2 separate regions of the Sus scrofa genome follow, and region 2 is linked to region 1. The links are chromatin contacts, called in public Hi-C maps. All regions are on one chromosome and are shown on one strand. The core of a region is the stretch at or near the end of the contact, and the rest is flanking DNA. Distances in the headings are between cores, read along the strand shown. Region 1 holds the start of RHBDD3 (rhomboid domain-containing protein 3). Region 2 holds the start of GAS2L1 (growth arrest specific 2 like 1).

What was found. Hi-C and Micro-C count contacts between places; a contact is called where the count stands out from the background.
Region 2: a contact with region 1 is called in a Hi-C map of embryonic fibroblasts, with 2.6 times the contacts expected there. The contact joins the promoter of GAS2L1 here to the promoter of RHBDD3 in region 1. A contact is called at or near these places in 1 of 5 promoter capture datasets (fetal liver), 10 of 47 Hi-C or Micro-C datasets (embryonic fibroblasts, epiblast stem cells, fetal skeletal muscle and 5 more) and 2 of 2 datasets of contacts at active chromatin or transcription factors (alveolar macrophages and skeletal muscle).

What each region holds. Positions count from the first base shown.
Region 1 is chr14:46,409,813-46,412,740 of Sscrofa11.1, forward strand. RHBDD3 (rhomboid domain-containing protein 3) reads right to left here and starts at 1,405. Exons shown (of 7, transcript XM_005657361.2): 1 at 1-1,405. All of the region lies in intron 1 of EWSR1 (EWS RNA binding protein 1), which reads left to right.
Region 2 is chr14:46,448,227-46,451,154 of Sscrofa11.1, forward strand. GAS2L1 (growth arrest specific 2 like 1) reads left to right here and starts at 1,541. Exons shown (of 7, transcript NM_001244834.1): 1 at 1,541-1,687; 2 at 2,613-2,928. The coding sequence starts at 2,632.

The DNA.
Region 1 (2,928 bases), core at 155-2,654:
GCGCGTACTGGAAGAAAACCTGGGGTGGGAGCTCGCTCGAATACGATGACTGGGGTGGTCCTTGCACGGGGTGTTTAACACTCTAGACTGGACCTGCAGTTTGCAGCAGGTTCTTGCGGTTATTGGTAGGGTGGGGCATTTTTGCCCCTCCTGACTCTAGGCCTTTGAGGCAGTTGCAAAAGACAAGAAGGAAATGGGAAAAAGCCCTGGGTCCTTCAGAGTTTCAATTTGAAAAGGGTCCGGAATCCAGCCAGCGAAGGAACGTTTAAGAACTCTCCCCAGTTGTGTGGGTAGTAAACAGGTAGTTAGATGGTGGCTTTTAGTGCCAGGGTACAAAGTGCTCCTGGAAGAGAGGGCGCTGAATTATACCACGTCCAAGACATTCTGGTGGGAAATGGATACCTCAGAGCCCATTACACTTTCCTTTTCCCTACAGTGTTTGAATTTTGTAAATGGAGTGCTACTCTCCCTTCTCTGTTAAAGTTTGGGTAGTAAATAGTGTGTGGCTGGACATGCCAGTTTTTTGTTCTGATTTGCTCAGATTGTTTACTGGTAACCACCACATACTATATTAGAATTACAATTGTGGTTTAGGTAGACACAAACAATAGTAGCCCTGGCTGGGGGACCTGGGGGTGTGTGTCATGTAACTTAGACTTGGGTGTTTCCTTTCCTTCAGAGTGAAGGAGTTAGGTTAGACCTTTTAAGAGTTTTTTGAGCCCTTGGCTTCTGACCTTAGAGTAAAGCATTTTGGCTCCCAGAGTTGTCTCATAGTGACTTTAAACTCAGAATGTAGTCTGAAGCTCTAAATCTCTACAGTTTAGGTAGTGACTGCCCTAAAGTATCTGAAAGCCACCACCTTGGGTATGTTAGATATTTTTCCCTCTCCCATATAGCATACGTAGAAATGTACCTAAAGTATATGTCCATTTTAACGAAGAATTGCAATGTAAACTTCCAAATAACCACCATTCAGAGCAAGAAATAGACTGTCGCCTGCCTTCTGGACCCGTGGATAGGCTGTCCCCCATCACAGCCTGCTCTGTCTTCAACCTAGCCTGTGTTCTGCATTTTTAGTGTAGTCTTCAGCTGCACATTTGAGAGTTTAAAAAAAAAAAAAATACTTTAATAATCTGATCAATGTGTAACTGCAGATTTTTGAGGCCATGTAATGTTTGTATGCTGTAGGTAGACAAGTTCTCAGGAAATACATTTGCTACCTCCCTTACCCTGCCAGTGTGAGGCTAAATCAACTGGCTTCTCACCGATCTAAGATCATTCGTTTTTCCATGTTAGCTTTGCCAATTTTATGTTTTACATAACTGTTCTTGTGTAAAAGTCCTCTTACAAACATTGAACTTACATGTCAGCTATTTAGAATCACTTCTCACACAGAAACATCAGAATGTAGGTTAAAATAATTTGATTTTTGATACTTCATTGGTGGAAGAAGTGATTTGCATTTATTTTTTACATGTTAAATACAGAGCTGTGATGGTCTTGAACAAAATTTTTTTTTGTTATACAGTCTTTGGTGCTTGATTTGTTAATGTTGATGATTCAGGGTTCTGAGTTGAGGATGTACAGAGGAAGGAAAGTGGTCAAGTGAAGTGTAGGGAGGTGAACGATGAGCCAACATAAAGAGATGGATTTGGCAAAATGCTCCAGGGCCAGGCAAGGTGAACTGTGAGACAGGCTTTGGAAAGAGTGAGAGTAGAAACCCCTCTATGAAGAGCTGTCAGCTGTTGCTTTCAGATGAGGGACTACTTCCTAATGAGAAAAGAAAAGGACCTTTTGGGCTGCCTTCATGTTTAACGTGAAGATCCATAGTTCTTTGGGAAGAGCAAAGAATTGGCAGGATTCTAAAAGTAATTATTTTTTAATCTCTTTAAAGTGTGTGTGTGTACACACGTATATTTAATTCAGCAGTGTCATGAAAACTTAGCTTATATATTTTTTTTTCCACTATTTGTAGACACCTCTGGATCAGAGGGTGAAATTATTTTTTTCAGTCCTTTTTTTGCTTGTAAATTTCTTAGGAAAAGAAGAATTGTAGGAAGGTTTTACTTAGGATGGGGAAGAAAAATTGTGTGGGGTTTTTTTTTTTTAAGTTGGAATTTAAAATTTTTTTTATTTTTTGCTCTTTAGGGCTGCATCCCATGCATGTGGAAGTTCCCAGGTTAGGGGTCGAACAGAGCTACAGCTGTTGGCCTATGCCACTGCTACAGCAAGTCTGGATCCTTTAACCCGCATCCTCATGGTTACTAGTTGGGTTTGTTCCACTGAGCCACACAGGAATTCCTGGAATTATTTTTTTAAGTTGATGTTACGTAAAATCAAATTATTCCCCCAAGGATTTACCATAAATCTGCCTTAACTCTGCTTCACTGGGACTTAAAATATGTCTAGTTTTTGAGTTATTCTACAGATGTAACCCTGATGCAGTCAGCAAAATCTTTAGAACACTGGATTGAGATGACTGGCCTCTTATTTTCTGCCATTTATTCCATAGTCCTCCTAGGGAATTATGGTTGGTCTAACTTCCTAAAGTGAGGGAATGATTTTAAAAAAACAAAATTATTTTTTGAGAAGATGCAGCTACTGGTGTAATCATTTTGATGTTAAATATTGTTATTTGTTGCGTGCCTCCTTTTTATATGAAGGTAAAGTTTCAGATCCTTTGGGGTTTATCTTGTTCTGCTCGTCTTAACATGATCATGTATTTGAAATGACAGCCTGCGGTTAAAGGAGGTTTGTGATCATGGGAACATGCAAAGTATCTTTACCAAATCAGCTGATCTTAACCTCATTAGCTGGCACTGTATTCAAATATTCTGAGTTTAACTGGCTTAGACTTATTTTTTGGTTTGGTGTTGAGAGATGAGAGGTGCTCATTTGGTCCTGTGTTATCCTATAATACCTCTCAGT
Region 2 (2,928 bases), core at 291-2,790, 39 kb after region 1:
CTCTTTCTTGAACACACCAGGCACATGGCCCGCCTCTACCTTGGCCTCTCACCTGGCTGTTCCCTCAGCCTGAAACCCTCTCCTTCCAGACAGCCACACAGCTCCCCCCTTCGCCTTTGCTGATCACTGATCTAAAAGGGCTGGCCTGCCACCCCAGCTGCTGCTCCTGCTCCCCACTCTCTTCTCTCCAGCGCCTTGTTGCTGTTGCACCCCAGGGGCCACCTTTCTTAACTGTGAACCTAAGAGCCAGCTCCATTTTCTTCCCTGCTCTTTGCTCTTGGTTTGCAGTGCCCAAAGACACGCAGCACACAGTAGGTGCCAGGCAGGTGCCACCCATTACTACGTCCATCACCTGCCTTCCTCACTCTGCAGTGGGGGTAGGGGGCTAAGGAGAGGGTGGAGTGGGACCTGTACCACCTGGGTGTTGGGGTGAGAGCCCACCTTTTGAAAGGCCATAATGACTCAGTGAAATGATGCATCTGAGCAGCCTGGTACCAGAAGGTCAGGCACACAGTAGGTCCACAACCAAATCCCCAGATCCTTGAATGAGGGTATTCCCAAAATAGTCATTGTTCAAATCCCAGCTCCATCAGCTACTCTTCTGACTGAGCCCAAGTTTGGGCATAACAGTGTCCCTCATAGAGGTGACTCATCAGTTCCTTCAGGTCAAGGGTGCACAGTAGGCCTGGCACACAGTAGGAGCCTTATCAAAGCTCTGAGCATTGGCTGTTGTTGGTAGTGCTTCCCCCCACATCCCAAGCAGTCCTGCCTGGCCAGCAAGGCTGCTGCCTAGCCAGACCTGCCGCAGCAGGGGGCAGGATTTCCCGCTGGTCCCAGCCAGCTCCCTCCTCTGCAGTTTGAAAAGAAACCAGGCGGGTTTAACCTTCGGCTGCTGCCAATCCTCCTCTCACCCATAGCCTATGGCCGCACCCGGACAGCCAGAGTTGGTCCAGGACTGGCCCGTCCTCACCGCAGAGGAGGGGCCCACAGCGTCATCCTGCCTACCCCTCTAAGCCTCAGTGCCTTCATCGGAGAAACAGGGTCCCCTAATCTCAGGGTTAAAAAAGAGCATTCCAGTGGCTGGGTGGGGGTAACAGAGCCCTCCCCATCCTTCCCCGAGGCCGCCCTGCCTGTAGGAAGCCCGCCACCCCAGGTTGGAGAGCTTCATTTATCTGAGCTAAGGAGGACCACTTGGAGGAGGTGACTTTGCAGCCCCAGGTCCCTATCGCTTCCTGAGTTCTTGGGAACGAAAAGGCTGTGCCCTCACCCGGGAGGCCACCAACTGGAGACGAGGGAGTGCAACTAAAAACACCCAAACCCCTCCCCAGGAGACCAAGAAGGGTGGAAGAGACTGTGGGGACCAGCCTGGGTGGGTATGGGACATCTGGGCTGGTAGGGTTGCCTGGGGGCCCTAGTTCCGCCTCCACTCAGGGTTGCAAAGAGTCCCTGGCCCGCTCGGCATCTGCAGACCCTCCCAGCCCGGGAAGAGCGCGTCCCCTTTAAGAGCATGTGGCCCCGCCCACCCCTCCGGGCCGGATCCGAATTCCAGGGAGGCGGGGCGGAGACGGCTGGCGCGGAGGACGCGGTGGTGGGACCGGGATCGCTGTGGCTCGGGCGGCGCCTCCCTGCGGCGGCCCGGTCCCGGCCCCGCCAGAGCGATGCTCCCCGAGGCCGCAGGATGAGCGAGGTGAGTGCGGGGACCCCCAGACCCCCTGTCCGGCACACAGTGAAGGGGACCTGGCGGCAGCGGCCGCGGCCTCTTCCCCAGAGCTGTGTGACCTTGGGCAGCCCCGCACCCTCTCTGGGCCGAAGCCCAGAGGACAGCCGGGGCTGGCGAAGGCTATTCTGAGTCCTGGCTCACTCGGACCAGCCTGGGGCGCTGGGGAGGCTCCTTGGAGGAGGCGGGGCCTGGCCCGGGCCAGCGGGCTGCCGGATCAGCAACGCAGTGCCCTGTCCGTCGGCCAGGGCTCCTACTGCCCCGCCACCCATTGCTCAGCGTCCATGAGTGCGCTCTGCTCCTCAGTTTCCTCATCTGTAAAATGGAGGTAATATCACTGAGCTTAGTGCTGGCCACGATCATCGTGATTACTTTTCTGCTGCTGCTGTTCATGTCATTGCTATAATGACACGGTCTTTAGGGAAAGGGGTCTGAGGGAGGACCTGGGATCTTTCCGGAGGAAGCAGGATGGGCAGCAGCCCTGAGCAGTGGGGCTAACCCCTCTCTGAGGTCAGAACCAGGCTTCCTACTGTGAGTCCAGGGCTGTGGGGCTCATCTCTCTAGGGCTCAGCTCATCACCTATTACACAGGGAGGTCCAGATGGGTGCCTCCCTGCCTGGGCGAGAGGACTCAGCCAAGTACCCCAACAGCCTGTCTCCCCTCAAAGAACCAAACAACAAACACTTATGGACACTAAGTCATTTATAAAAATTATCCCATTTGTTCCTATGAGGAAGGTAATGTTATTGTATCCATTTCACAGACGGGAAAACTGAGGCGAGAAGTTTCTCAGACATTTGGTCTGAAAGGACAGGAGAGTGCAGGTGGTCAGCAACTTTGTACTGAGAGCTCAATGGGTCCTCACAGCAATCCTGACCCGTGTCCTTGCCCACAGTGACTCGGCTGGCCTGGGCATGGCGGACCCGGTGGCGGGCATTGCAGGCTCAGCAGCCAAGAGCGTGCGGCCATTCCGCTCAAGCGAGGCCTATGTGGAGGCCATGAAGGAGGACCTGGCCGAGTGGCTCAATGCCTTGTATGGCCTGGGTCTGCCCAGTGGTGGTGATGGCTTCCTGACGGGGCTGGCTACCGGCACCACACTGTGCCAACATGCCAACGCTGTCACGGAGGCTGCCCGCGCCATGGCCGCTGCCCGCCCGGCCCGTGGGGTGGCCTTCCAGGCACACAGCGTGGCACCTGGCTCCTTCATGGCC